4 separate regions of the Mus musculus genome follow, and all the other regions are linked to region 4. A link is a contact called in public HiChIP or PLAC-seq data. All regions are on one chromosome and are shown on one strand. Each heading gives the region's core, a stretch centred on a gene start, on an enhancer-like site or on the middle of the called end of the contact. The rest is flanking DNA. Distances are from core to core; before and after follow the strand shown.

Region 1 (2,935 bases), core at 203-2,702, 260 kb after region 4:
ATGGAGAAGTGACCTGCAAACGCAGATTGAATAGTAAAACAAATACCCCACTTAGAGTAACGAGCCTGGATTTACTAACAAAGTTCTAGTTGAATGTATCTGGGTTAAGCATTCACTAGAATGAACTATCTAAGCTCTTAAGTTCCGTGTCCTAGACCTGGTTTTTATGTTACTCAGTACTGAGGGGAAATGGATGTGGTGTGAGTGGCATGGCCTCAAAGGAGAAGAAGCAAACAAAGAGAAGAAACCACCAAGACTGAATGCAGGTATCCTTGACACCCAGTTTCTAGACCTGCATAACTAGAGGCATCTTCTCAGACGGGCAGTAGGAGAAGTCTGTCCACCCTTGGCAAGGCTCTGCCCTGGAAGGGAATGAGAACACAGAGATGTACTGCCCAGGAGCCAGCACACAGTCATCTCAGCCCATAGCCACAGAAGCTCTGTAGCCATCACATATGTTGCGGGGAGTATTAAAACTGAACGGGCACATTCGCGTGGTGCTTATGCCTGCAACTTTCTGCCCCAGCAGCCTGGCCGTTGCAGCTCTCAGCACCATTGCACTGGTGGGCAATAGCCGACCTGTTATTATCTCATGGAGACTGACTCAGAATTCCAAAATCTCTCCACCTAGCTTGCTAAGTTCCCACTGGTGGGCTGTTATCATGCCAGGCCAATGTTTCAAAGCCCTCACAGCCTTTGCCGCCGTACCTTTCTCTCTTGAACCCAGAAGGAAAACACACAAACTTAGTTCAGAAACGACAGTAACTCAATCACTGGGTGCAACAACTAAAATCCTAATCTCATAAGCCTTATTAAATCTAAATCCTCGTCGGGTAGCGAATCCAGATGGATCTGCCATTGAAACCAGAAGACACTTGTAGCTACATCTTGTCCTCACCCTATCCCTGTCCAAAAGGGCCTAACTCTCTCCGGCTTCATCTCTTCCTCTGTTCTGAAAGGAAGTCCTGGAAGTCCCGCCTACTCGCCCAGTGATTGGCTCCTTCTTTCATTAGGGGATGGTTCACAGAAGTCACCTGAGTATGTAACTCATTCCTCATTTGCAGCCCCTCCCAAGAGAGCGGAATTAGCATCAAAATACAAGGGACCCCAGGGCTATCCACAACACAAGTACAGAGCCCTTGGGGAGCTCAGGGCCTTAGACTTCCCACAGCTGGATCCTCTCTTAGGCCTTGCCAGTTTTAGGTATAACTTCACACAGGCCCTGCAGAATGAGGAAGGAGATCTAGTGTATGGAAGCCACCATTAATGCCACTCTCACTGCAAGGTCTTTAATTCACACCCACTCATTCACACATCCACTAGCCTATAGAGGCACAGGAAATTCACTTGCATTCTTAAAATTAGCCCAGAAATTCTGTCTCCCTCCCTCCCATCCACAAGATCAGCTTGTCTGTTACCCTTTAAGGCCAATGCAGTTTGGGGCGGAGTCTTACACGTGGCTCCTAGATTTCAAATGCAACCTGCTCTGTCTAGGTTTGCCTTCCATGCTTTCTGTCACCTTGCCTCCCCCTTACCCCTTTGGACTGCCCCAGAAAGCATCTCACCTCCACAGTTCTGCCCAACAGCTGCCAACACTAGGGCCCAGGCACCTGACCCACATCCTAACCACTTGTGAACTTAAGCTTACAGGGACTCCTAGCTTTATTTAGTATGTCATGCCTCTTCAGAAGCGTGTGAAATATGAAGCACTGTGCTGTGTGAGTGTGTGTGTGTGTGTGTGTGTGTGTGTGTGTGAGTGTGTGAGTGTGTGATGTATCTGTGTGTGTATGGTGTTCATGAATGTGTATGAGAGTGTGTGATGTGTCTATTTGAGTGTGGATATAAGTGTGTGTGTGTGGTGTGTATCCATAATTGACACAGTATCAAAGCATTATTTAGACACTCCTTCTAAAGGTACATTGATAAAGTATACAAAGAAAAACCAGCCTCAAGACAAAGAAAATAATTATAATTATCAAATACTAGTGTCCAAATATTATTACAATATTACAGTTGTTCTTGGTGTTTATTTTTCACATGCATGAGCACACACAGACACACACACACACACACACACACACACACACACACACTCCAATGTAGCTGGTATTGTCCTGATTCCCCAATATCATGGAGCTTAGAGCAAGGCAGAAAAGAAATTCGATCCCCAGTTAGCTTGGCCTGAAAGCACATTGTCTTAGCGCTCTGTGTCCTTGCCCCTCCCCTGTAATAGAGTCAGGTGTGAGGCCCAGTCATAGGGCCTAGAGGAAGGGTCTCTCAGAAGTCACAGTAGCTCAGACTATTCTAATGTCTCGTGGTTTCATGACAGCAGGAAGTGGGACCCAACTGGAATGTGTGGTGAACTCTGTCCCAGCTCCTTGATCTTTCCAGGTTTCTTTTCTCTTCACTTCCAGTCTCTCTTCCTTCCTCACCTGACACAGCTCAGGGCATTTGGTTTTGTCTTGGTGTTTTCCAGACACTGTTTCTCTGTGTAGCCCTGGCTGTCCTGGAACTCACTCTCTAGACCAGGTTGGCCTCAAACTCATCCATACCCCCCCTCTCTCTCCCTCTCCCTCTCCCTCTCCCTCTCCCTCTCCCTCTCCCTCCCCCTCCCCCTCACCCCTCTCCCTCCCCCTCCCCCTCCCCCCTCCTCGCTCCTTCCAGAGTGCTGGGACTAAAGGCATTCACCACCCACCCACCCTTGGCAAGCTCAGGGCATTTATAAAGACTTGCTTTTCAGATGGGAGGCCCTACAGGTTACATGCTGGTCACAGAGACAATGGCTCAAAGTAGCCTTCAAAATGGCTTCTAGTGGTGATAATGACTGTAGCTTGGGGACTCTCCTTTGTACCCATCCTTGCTGTGTACTCTTCCTCTGTCCTTTCAGACAAGCCCGTGGCACCTATGGCAAGTGTCTGAATATTCTGCATTGCTG
Region 2 (2,700 bases), core at 155-2,654, 400 kb before region 4:
ATAATACTTTTTTTAAAAAGTAAAAATGGCTTTAAGGTCTATCCTATGAGACAGAAGCCTCCCCTGAGACTGTTAAAATGTCCAAGAGGCTGAAACTATCTGGGCCATGGGCCTAGTGAAAAGTCGGCTATGGAATACAGCAATAAAATGACTCCTACTGCTATGCCCACAGCTCAGAGCATTGCTCGATTCCATCAGAAAAGCTTCTTCTTGCACTAGAAGACTGTTAGCACAGGGATCTGCAACTGGGCACTATGCAGGGAGTAAGGGCCTTTGGAGCACATGATCTTAAATGGAATGTCTTCATTAGAGCCCTGCCCTCGAGCTTCAGGGAACTGTGTAGAAGAGGGGAGGAAAGACTATAAGAGCCAGACGTGGTGGCTGACACAATAGGACTGAGGCACATATGAGCTCATAAGGGCTGTGGCAGCACGCACAGGTCTAAGCCAGATGAGTCCAGAACTGAGAGGGGGAAGTGGACACAGGGTTCCACCACTACCCAAGATGTTATTTGCCATTGCTACCTTCTGGGAAAGAGGAAAATCCGTTTTCTCCAATGGAGTGTCATTGGGTATATCAACCACACTCCAGGGCTGGCTTTGGGGCCAAGAGGAGTGACCAACACAACACAAACCAGACATGGTGGTGGTGGTGGTGGTGGTGGTGGTGGTGGTGGTGGTGGTGATGTGTGTGTGTGTGTGTGTGTGTGTGTGTGTGTGTGTGTGTTTCATTTTGGCATTTTTTAAATATTACTGGGTTTTTGTTTGGTTTGATTTACATTTTTTCATTTCTGTTCTTGTCATTTGAGAGAGAGAGAGAGAGAGAGAGAGAGAGAGAGAGAGAGAGAGAGAGAGAACATGAAGTTGGTGGGTATGAAGGTGGGGAAGATCTGGGAGGAATCAAGGAGGTGAAATGTGATCAAAACCTATGGAAAAATAAACAATTTTAAATAGGTACAAAGAACTTAAAATATTGTTAGGATTTGTTTACCTAAAATGTTAGGGAATGTGTGCCTTCAGATTTCTTCTATTCTCTAGAGCTCTGAGCAAGGACAACACCATGTAAAACTCTGTCCTCAGAGGCACCGATGCCCAGTGTGCCCCACACTCTGTGTTCTCTCTGAGTAGCTCAGGTGCACACAGCGACCATTCCTAAGTCTCACTATTGACTGCTTTCTCCAAACCTGACTCTTGGGTTGTCCTCAATCCAAGCCCTTCCTGCTTTCCTTCAGGAAGAATGACACGGTTACAGCTCCAGGCCGGCTTTTGTTCTCCAGTATCTGAAATCCTCAAAACTGCTTCACTTACTTGTTAGCAATAAAGCAAAATTGCACAGTTAAGAAAATTGTTGAGACTATAAAAGCACTTGGCTCCTCTCCCCTAATCCAGAAGGTACTGTGTGTTCTTTGGATCCCAGACAACGCTTTGGGCAGTTCCAGATAAGGTATCCAATAACTTCACTCTGTGTCCTCATTTTTCTTGCCCTCATTCCAGAAAAAGTTGGACAGCTGCCTCCTAAATAATTTTATTGTGAGGAAAGTTATTATGAAAACATACTCCACTGGTTTTCACTGACCTCCAAAACACACTCCCTAATTAAGTGCAAATGGGAGCTGACTTGGAGCAGGTTGTCTCTGATTTTGGACTTGGGAGCCTTCTTAAAGTTTATGAACTCTATACTCGAGCTCTGTCTGCCAAACGAGGAATTTCTTATTTCATTTGGTGACTGCTCTGAGGTTATATAACGCTTCCCCAAAAGCCCTGGATGCTGAAGATGCGTAAACCATCTGTCTATGCTGAAAAGTCAGAGAAAGAGAGGGAGGGAGGGAGGGAGGGAGGGAGGGAGGGAGGGAGGGAGAGAGAGAGAGAGAGAGAGAGAGAGAGAGAGAGAAGAGAGAAGAGAGAAGAGAGAAATTCATTGCCCCTTCTATCTGTCTCCGAGTACAACTAATTATTTATCCAGAGGAATTTCCTTGTGGCTTTTTATTTTAATATTGAGTTCCTACATAACCATAAAATTTTACAGTACTGAAGAGGCAATGATGGTATTCATGCCCTCACGTCTTTTTATAGGAGCCTATTTGGCTTTAATATTTAAAGAAACCCGAGGACCTGGCAAAGAGAAGCATGAGAAGAGAGGCCCAGAGGAGGCAACTTGTGCTTCATCTCGGGCCTCCAGTCTTTCCCTCCCCAGCCAGCAGGGGGCAGTAGTAATAGAGGCCTGGAAGCTGCTTCCTTCTTGAACTATGAAGAGACTTAAACAAGGAGAAATGATGAAAGCCAAAGGGGTTTCTCTGACCTCCTCTGGTCCTCCCTGGCAGGAGTAAGCCTCTGGCGGATTAACTTCCAGGTCCTTCGCCTGCTAACTTAGGTTGTGGCAAATATTTGGACGGCAGCCGTTAAGTGGTAGTCTCGAGCCCACGCTCTGCCAAGCTGAATCCCACCATCATTTGATGCAGCCTTTTGACAAAGAGAAACGAAGCTGATGAGTATTTCTGATGTCCTGAAGGTGAAGACACTGAGGCTTAAAGCCGTGTGCAGATTGCTCAAGGTTACAGAGCTAAAACTGAAACCCAGACTAAGGAAAGAGTTCAAAGTTTCTCATCGTTGACCCAGGTACCAAGCTTTATTTGAAATTTTGGTTTCTTTGATTTCGTTACTTAATTTTTAATAGCATGTAGTTCAGGCTGGCCTTGAACCT
Region 3 (2,981 bases), core at 187-2,686, 380 kb after region 4:
TTCTTGTAATATAAATCTATATGTTCTTCTGTGCTCCCACAGGTTTTGTTGTGTGTTTTCAATTTCATTCAGTTCAAAATGTTTTCTGATCTCTTTTGGCTTCTTTTTTATCTGTGAGCTAGAAGTATGTTCCTTAGTTTGTAGATGCAGTAGTCTTCCCTTAAGGATGAGGGGGACTCTTCATGAGACCCCTGTAGGTGCCTGAAGCCTCTAGGAGAGCTACAGATCCTATATGTACTACTTATCTCATATGTACATGTGCATACCTTTGAGAAATTTAATTTATAAGTTAGATGCAGTAAAGATAGTCACAACAATAATCAGCAATGAGGTTGAAACATTTTAACAATATGCTGTAATAAAATTGCCAGCAGCATCCACCTTTGCATTTGGGAGTCATTATTAAGTAGAATAAGTTATCTGCTCTATGATATTCAGGCTGTTGCCTTAATAAACAAAATGACTACTAAGAGACTGATGGTGAGTGCAGTGTGCTGGACAGAGGCAGAGTTCACAGCTTCAGGACCCAGGGCCGGTGGAGTGGGACAGTGTGAAATCTCACTGTGGAAGTCAGAAGAGCACATGTTTTAGAACCCACGGTGGCCCACTGCTGGCATTTTCTCCTGGCTTCAGATGACTCGGTCACAGAAGGAGAACTGCAGAGAAGGAAAACTGTTATCGGGAATTCGCCAGATTTCTTTCTGCTGAGTAGTTCTGATTTTACCCTGTTATCAGAGGGCTGTTATGTACTTCCAAACTGTTGAAATCTATAGAGCCCATTTTATAGATTAATATATGGTCTGTTCTAAAAGATGTTCATCTCTGGGAAGAATTCTGCTGTTGATCGGGAAGGTTCTCTATATTTCAGGTGGGCCGCTCTGTTCATGTCTTCTCTGTTCTTCCTGATTTCTGTTCTTTGCATCAGCGAGAGAAGAAAGTGGAAATGTCCGTGTTTTGTGGAGCTGCCTCTTCCTTTGAGCTTTGCCAGAGTTGTGTCAGGACTGAGCAGTTCTCCTGTAGAGCGAGTGTCTCCCTGTATGCTTGTCGTACTTCTCCACGGCTCCTGCTTGGAAGTGTGCAGTGTCCCTGCTGGTGTGTAGTATATCTGTCCTGTCTGCACCTCACACAGGCTGTTCCTCCATGGCGTGCCTCTTTCCAAGCCTTTCCATCTTAGCTGACTTAGGGTTTTGAAGCTAATTTGTGTTTTTAATAGATAGCTGGATTTTGCATTTTTAGTCAGCCTGATACATAAGGCTTTCATCAAGGCTTTCATTTTATGATTTTGTGATTGTTGTAGTTAAATTTCCATCTGCAATTTGGCTATTTATTTTGTATATACCTCATCACTTTTTAGTTCCTGTATTAGTCACTGTTCCCTAGGGGAAGCGAATCAGAGGAATGACTATGTTAGAAGGGACCTATTAAACTGGTCCATGACATGACCCGAGTGTCTGACAAAACCCTGGAAACTCAGAGCCTGTAGCTCTGAGTTAGTCCATGCCTCTGGCTGTCTCAGCAGTCCTAGTGTGGTGCTGAAGGCCTGGAAGGTTCCTGGAGAGCCACTGTCTTCAGTCAGTGTTGGAAGCCTGAAGAAGCAGGCTTCTGTATCAGTGAAGGTGGGGTAGATGAACTTGGCAGCAGGAGCAGAGGCAGACAGCAAAGGACCTCATGGTGTGGGCTGCTACTGGAAAATGATGCCCACATTTTAAGATGGACCTTTCCACTTTAGGTATCGAAATGGAAGCCTGTCTTCCGCTCAGTGCTCAGCCATGAGGTTCTTCCTAGTTCTAGTTGGTGATAACCAGGATTGGCCGTCAGAGTGTCTTCTAACTCTTTACTCCATTCTCTGTGTTAAACAAGTATTTAATGTGTCATTTCAATCACTCAGATTTGTGTCAACATTGTTACGTTACATGTATGTTATATTGGTGACTTGCATACTATATAATTCACTCTTAAAGTATACAACTCAGTTTTCTTAGTATTCTCAAAGTTCTCTAACTACTGTCACCATCGAAGTTAATAATATTTAATTACCCTAAGAGAACCCCCATTACCCATTACTGGTCACTTCCTAGACTTTCCTGTCCTCCAGTGACAACTGACTGACTTTCTGTGTATGGATTTACCTGTTTTGACTCACTGGCTCCTACCCACTCCCAGTTCAGACCCCATCATGGTTTTTACCTACATCGTTTGTTTGTGGTCTGGAAGGCCTCCTCCTTTTCTTTGTTTCTCCTCACAGCTGTACCAGGCATGTCACTCAGCAGAGGTAAGACTGTTACGTCAACTACTTTCTGTGATTATGAGCAACCCTAATGGGTTATATCCAGAGGCACAGCAAGTAGCAAAATGAGAGGCTTGTCAGATACTCAAAATTCAGAAGTCCAAGTCCTCGCCAAGGTCACAGATATTATCACCCACAGGAAGGTAAAGTGGAAAGGAGACTTCGAAGGCTCCTGCTAGGAACAGACCTCAGACTTCCCCAGAACAAAACTGGATTTTGTCCACATTCAAGATGATGCCAACAGTGGAACCAGAGTGTCTTGCTGTACCCTTTCTGTTCAGTGGTGTCCAGGCACTGCAACCATAAGCACCGAGGGTGTTCTCAGTCGGCTGCCGTTGGGCAGAGGCTGAGTAGTGGAGGAAGGTGAGCTTTTGCTGCCATTGGTCCATCACTGGAGAGCTAGTCCATGGTGAGGCTGGATCATGAAGAGAATCTACAGAGATGTTTCCAAGAGTTAGTGAGGCAGCAGCCACCATAGCTGAGTCCCGTGCTGAGAGGCCGGCCCGTCCGCTGGACCCAGGTGCTCTGTTTCTGTGCTTGCCATCACTGCTCTGCAAGTTGACTTGAGAGAATAAAGGCGTTTGCAGCAGAGAGGCTTGGTGCCAGAAGTCCGGCGAGCCTTTTTAAGGAAGAAGAAGCCTTTTTGCTCTTCTGGTTCTGAGGTGTCAGCTGTCACACAGGCTTAGTGGATACT
Region 4 (2,700 bases), core at 80-2,579:
TCTCCTACCAACGGAGCTATATCCCCAGGCCCTCAGTAAATGATAATTTAAACCCAAACCTCCCAGCATTGCAAACATAGGCCGCCAATGAGGAATGGAAAATCCATGAGCGGAATTCCTGATCTATAAATTTATTCTGTAGCAGAACTAAACTCTTTTTTTTTATTCTAACCTCCTTTATTATTATTTCATACCCGTTTGTGACTAGCTCTCTATCGCCATCTACCACAACCCCTCCCTCGCCCCACCCCCGGCAAACCGTGTAATTCTGCTCCTTACTCGTTCAAGTGGTCACCAGAACTAGAGGGAAGGCCCGATGTTCTTGAAAACGCTCAGCCAATGGCATTTTATATTTCTAGTGTCCTACAGTTAGGAGAGCTGTACGGACAGCTGACAGGGGAGTCTCCCCCCCCCCCCCCACCCCCCAGGGTTCCAGGAATGCTCCAACTCAGTTTTCCAAAACTACTTTAGCCAGAAGCACGGGCTTCGCAGCTAAAGGATCAAAGCTCGACAGCCCAGAGAATTCAGGCAACAAGCCTCAGTTCTGTGAAGCCGAAAGGGGTGGGGGCCGAAATCCAGGCGCTCTGTTTCGCTTTAGAGTAAATTTGCATGTGGTAAAACTAAAATTCTCCTCCCGGAAGGTCTCCCCACAGACATATTTGGGCTTGCAAACTTAGATTTCAACTTGAACACGCTCGTCAATGTGCACCGTGCTGTAACTGCTGTCATCTCTTTCCCATATGTGTGTTTCCCAGAAGCAACAAACCCTTACTTTCTAGGTTTGGGGAGAACACAGCTTGCAGTACGGAACTCCTCTCTCGACTTGCTCCAGGCTCAGGCTCACAAAGTTTGCACTCACCGAGGGGCGCCTGGTTCCAGGTCTCACACTTCCGAGCAAGGATAGGCAAGGCCCCACCTCCCTCGCCCCGGCCCATTCGCGCCCGGTGCAGTGCGGGGCTCGGCGTACCTGTCGCGCACTTTGCCACAGCGCAGCCCCATGTCCGTGCACTCGGTCTCACACACCGACACCCCCTTGCAGGACTTGATCGGGTAGATCCAAACCTTCGACACCGTGCCCACCTGCTGCAGCTGCCGGCGCCGCCGGGGACGCGTGCGACGCCAAGCTACGGTCCCCAGCGCCACCGCAGCCAGCCCCAGCGCGGCGACGCCGAGCCAGGTGGACCGCGGCTGCCCAGGGAGGCCGAGGCGAGCCAGAGCCGTAGAGCTGGAGGAACCCATGTTACACTATCCCGGGCAGGCCTGGGCTACTGGGCCGCGGTGTCGAGGCGGGGCTTAAGGCTCCGGGAGTGTGGGAGGAGCCAGGGTTGGCGCAGCCGCACTGCCTGTCAAACTTATGCTGCTCACGTCCAGATCAGTGTCGGCGGAGCCTGGCCCACGCCCATCGCGGGTGACAGCGTGGGGTGGTCACTTTCATTTTACTTTGTCTCTGTCCGCCTTTAAAGTGATCCCTCCCCCCATGACTCTTCAACCTGCTACACTCATTAACCCTTTTGCTTCTAAAAGGAGCACACTCAATTGTGCAAGAAGCTGCTGCACTGAAATGAAGCAGAATGGAGGAATGTTTCCTGGGGACAACTTTGGGATAGGTCTCCCGAAGATCGCGCAACTCTCTGGAACGCTCGGCTTCCATCTCTGCAGGTAGAGACAAAACTACTGGCGCGGCTTCTGGCAGCGTGACCTGAGGTTACAGGTACACCAGCCAATTAAGACAGCGCAAGGAAGGGAAAGGCTGCCAGAGCTTACCACTTGCTGAGGTCCGAATAGAGGACTCTGGTCGACTTTTCTCAGACAACGATCTAAACGGAATCCAAATGTCAGGCTTTGGCTAAGAGATAGCCCCAAGTTCAAGATCACGGTGGGCTATTGATGGCCAGGACCTGTCTCAGAAGCATCAATGATTAACTCATCAGTTGAAAGCCGCTCAACCCATAAAGGTCCTGGCTGCCAACACTGACATCTCGAATTCAGTCCCTGGGAGCCATGTGATAGAAGGGAGGGAACCATTTCTTGAACAAACAGAGAGAGTGGGAGGGAGAAGGAGAGGGGGACTGGGAAGGGGAGGGGAAGACTGAGACAAGAGACACGAGAGAGGAGAGGGTGGGAGGTGTACATGGAGAGACAGAAAGAGGAGACAGGGGGAGAATAAACGCTAAATAAATAAATGGCGAAATGACTCAGTGGTTAAGAGCACCCAGATGGACTCCCAGTACTTACATAGCAGATCGTATCTGTCTGCAATTCCAGTGCCAAGAGACCCCCACTCTCTCTGCCCCCTGCAGACCCCCACTCTCTCTGCCCCCTGCAGACCCCCACTCTCTCTGCCCCCCGCAGATAGCTGGAACACAGGTGGTACTCAGGCATACATGCGGGCAAAAACATCCACATACTTAAAATAAAAATAAAAATTTTAAAATAGCCAAGGGCTTAGAATGTTGAATTCTGCTGCGTGGACAGTCACCAGAGACGACAGACTTCTGCATGGGAGGAAAGACAGGACAGAGCCCCAACCTCTGTAACTGGCAGAGCAAGTGTGTTTGCTTCTGATAGGTGACACAGACTGAGAGAGCCTACCCATGTAGCACGTGTTCCCCCCCCCCTTCTCTGCCCCTTCACTTTCCCTCTGAAAAGCTCAATGCCTACTAGATCTGAGCTCATCCCCACTACAGACACACACTCTGT

What was found. HiChIP or PLAC-seq counts read pairs in DNA pulled down with a chosen protein or histone mark.
Region 1: a contact with region 4 is called in an H3K27ac HiChIP or PLAC-seq map of embryonic stem cells, with 10 read pairs. The contact joins the enhancer-like site here to the promoter of Mtarc2 in region 4. A contact is called at or near these places in 1 of 39 promoter capture datasets (the 3T3-L1 cell line), 1 of 15 datasets of contacts at CTCF or cohesin (the NIH/3T3 cell line), 1 of 484 Hi-C or Micro-C datasets (nephron progenitors) and 4 of 115 datasets of contacts at active chromatin or transcription factors (the SCID.adh cell line, bone marrow-derived macrophages and embryonic stem cells).
Region 2: a contact with region 4 is called in an H3K4me3 HiChIP or PLAC-seq map of bone marrow-derived macrophages, with 2.5 times the contacts expected there. The contact joins the enhancer-like site here to the promoter of Mtarc2 in region 4. A contact is called at or near these places in 7 of 39 promoter capture datasets (the 3T3-L1 cell line, the C10 cell line, the HPC-7 cell line and 2 more), 3 of 115 datasets of contacts at active chromatin or transcription factors (bone marrow-derived macrophages and pancreatic cancer cells) and 1 of 9 other capture datasets (liver).
Region 3: an H3K4me3 HiChIP or PLAC-seq map of bone marrow-derived macrophages shows a contact between it and region 4, with 3 times the contacts expected there. The contact joins the enhancer-like site here to the promoter of Mtarc2 in region 4. A contact is called at or near these places in 3 of 39 promoter capture datasets (the C10 cell line, cranial neural crest and frontonasal cranial neural crest), 1 of 484 Hi-C or Micro-C datasets (bone marrow-derived macrophages), 22 of 115 datasets of contacts at active chromatin or transcription factors (the 230-238 cell line, the NIH/3T3 cell line, the SCID.adh cell line and 14 more) and 1 of 9 other capture datasets (adipose tissue).

Annotation. Positions count from the first base shown.
Region 1 is chr1:185,104,074-185,107,008 of GRCm38.p6, forward strand. All of the region lies in intron 2 of Gm34797 (a long non-coding RNA gene), which reads right to left. Among named protein-coding and RNA genes, the nearest start is that of Gm34797, 13 kb to the right of the region's middle. Within about 2 kb of position 1,453, at least 19 of the 459 cell types and tissues checked have an H3K27ac peak or open chromatin away from gene starts, as enhancers often do. A contact at or near this core is called in embryonic stem cells, where this site is marked.
Region 2 is chr1:184,445,902-184,448,601 of GRCm38.p6, forward strand. No RefSeq gene overlaps it. Among named protein-coding and RNA genes, the nearest start is that of Gm34229, 15 kb to the left of the region's middle. Within about 2 kb of position 1,405, at least 32 of the 459 cell types and tissues checked have an H3K27ac peak or open chromatin away from gene starts, as enhancers often do. A contact at or near this core is called in bone marrow-derived macrophages and pancreatic cancer cells, where this site is marked.
Region 3 is chr1:185,223,420-185,226,400 of GRCm38.p6, forward strand. The region is part of intron 2 of Rab3gap2 (RAB3 GTPase activating protein subunit 2); the gene reads left to right. Among named protein-coding and RNA genes, the nearest start is that of Snora36b, 18 kb to the right of the region's middle. Within about 2 kb of position 1,437, at least 30 of the 459 cell types and tissues checked have an H3K27ac peak or open chromatin away from gene starts, as enhancers often do. A contact at or near this core is called in the NIH/3T3 cell line and bone marrow-derived macrophages, where this site is marked.
Region 4 is chr1:184,844,579-184,847,278 of GRCm38.p6, forward strand. It overlaps Mtarc2 (mitochondrial amidoxime reducing component 2), which reads right to left and starts at 1,330. Exons shown (of 8, transcript NM_133684.4): 1 at 968-1,330. The coding sequence starts at 1,239. It overlaps Gm34451 (a long non-coding RNA gene), which reads left to right and starts at 1,269. Exons shown (of 2, transcript XR_865818.3): 1 at 1,269-1,659.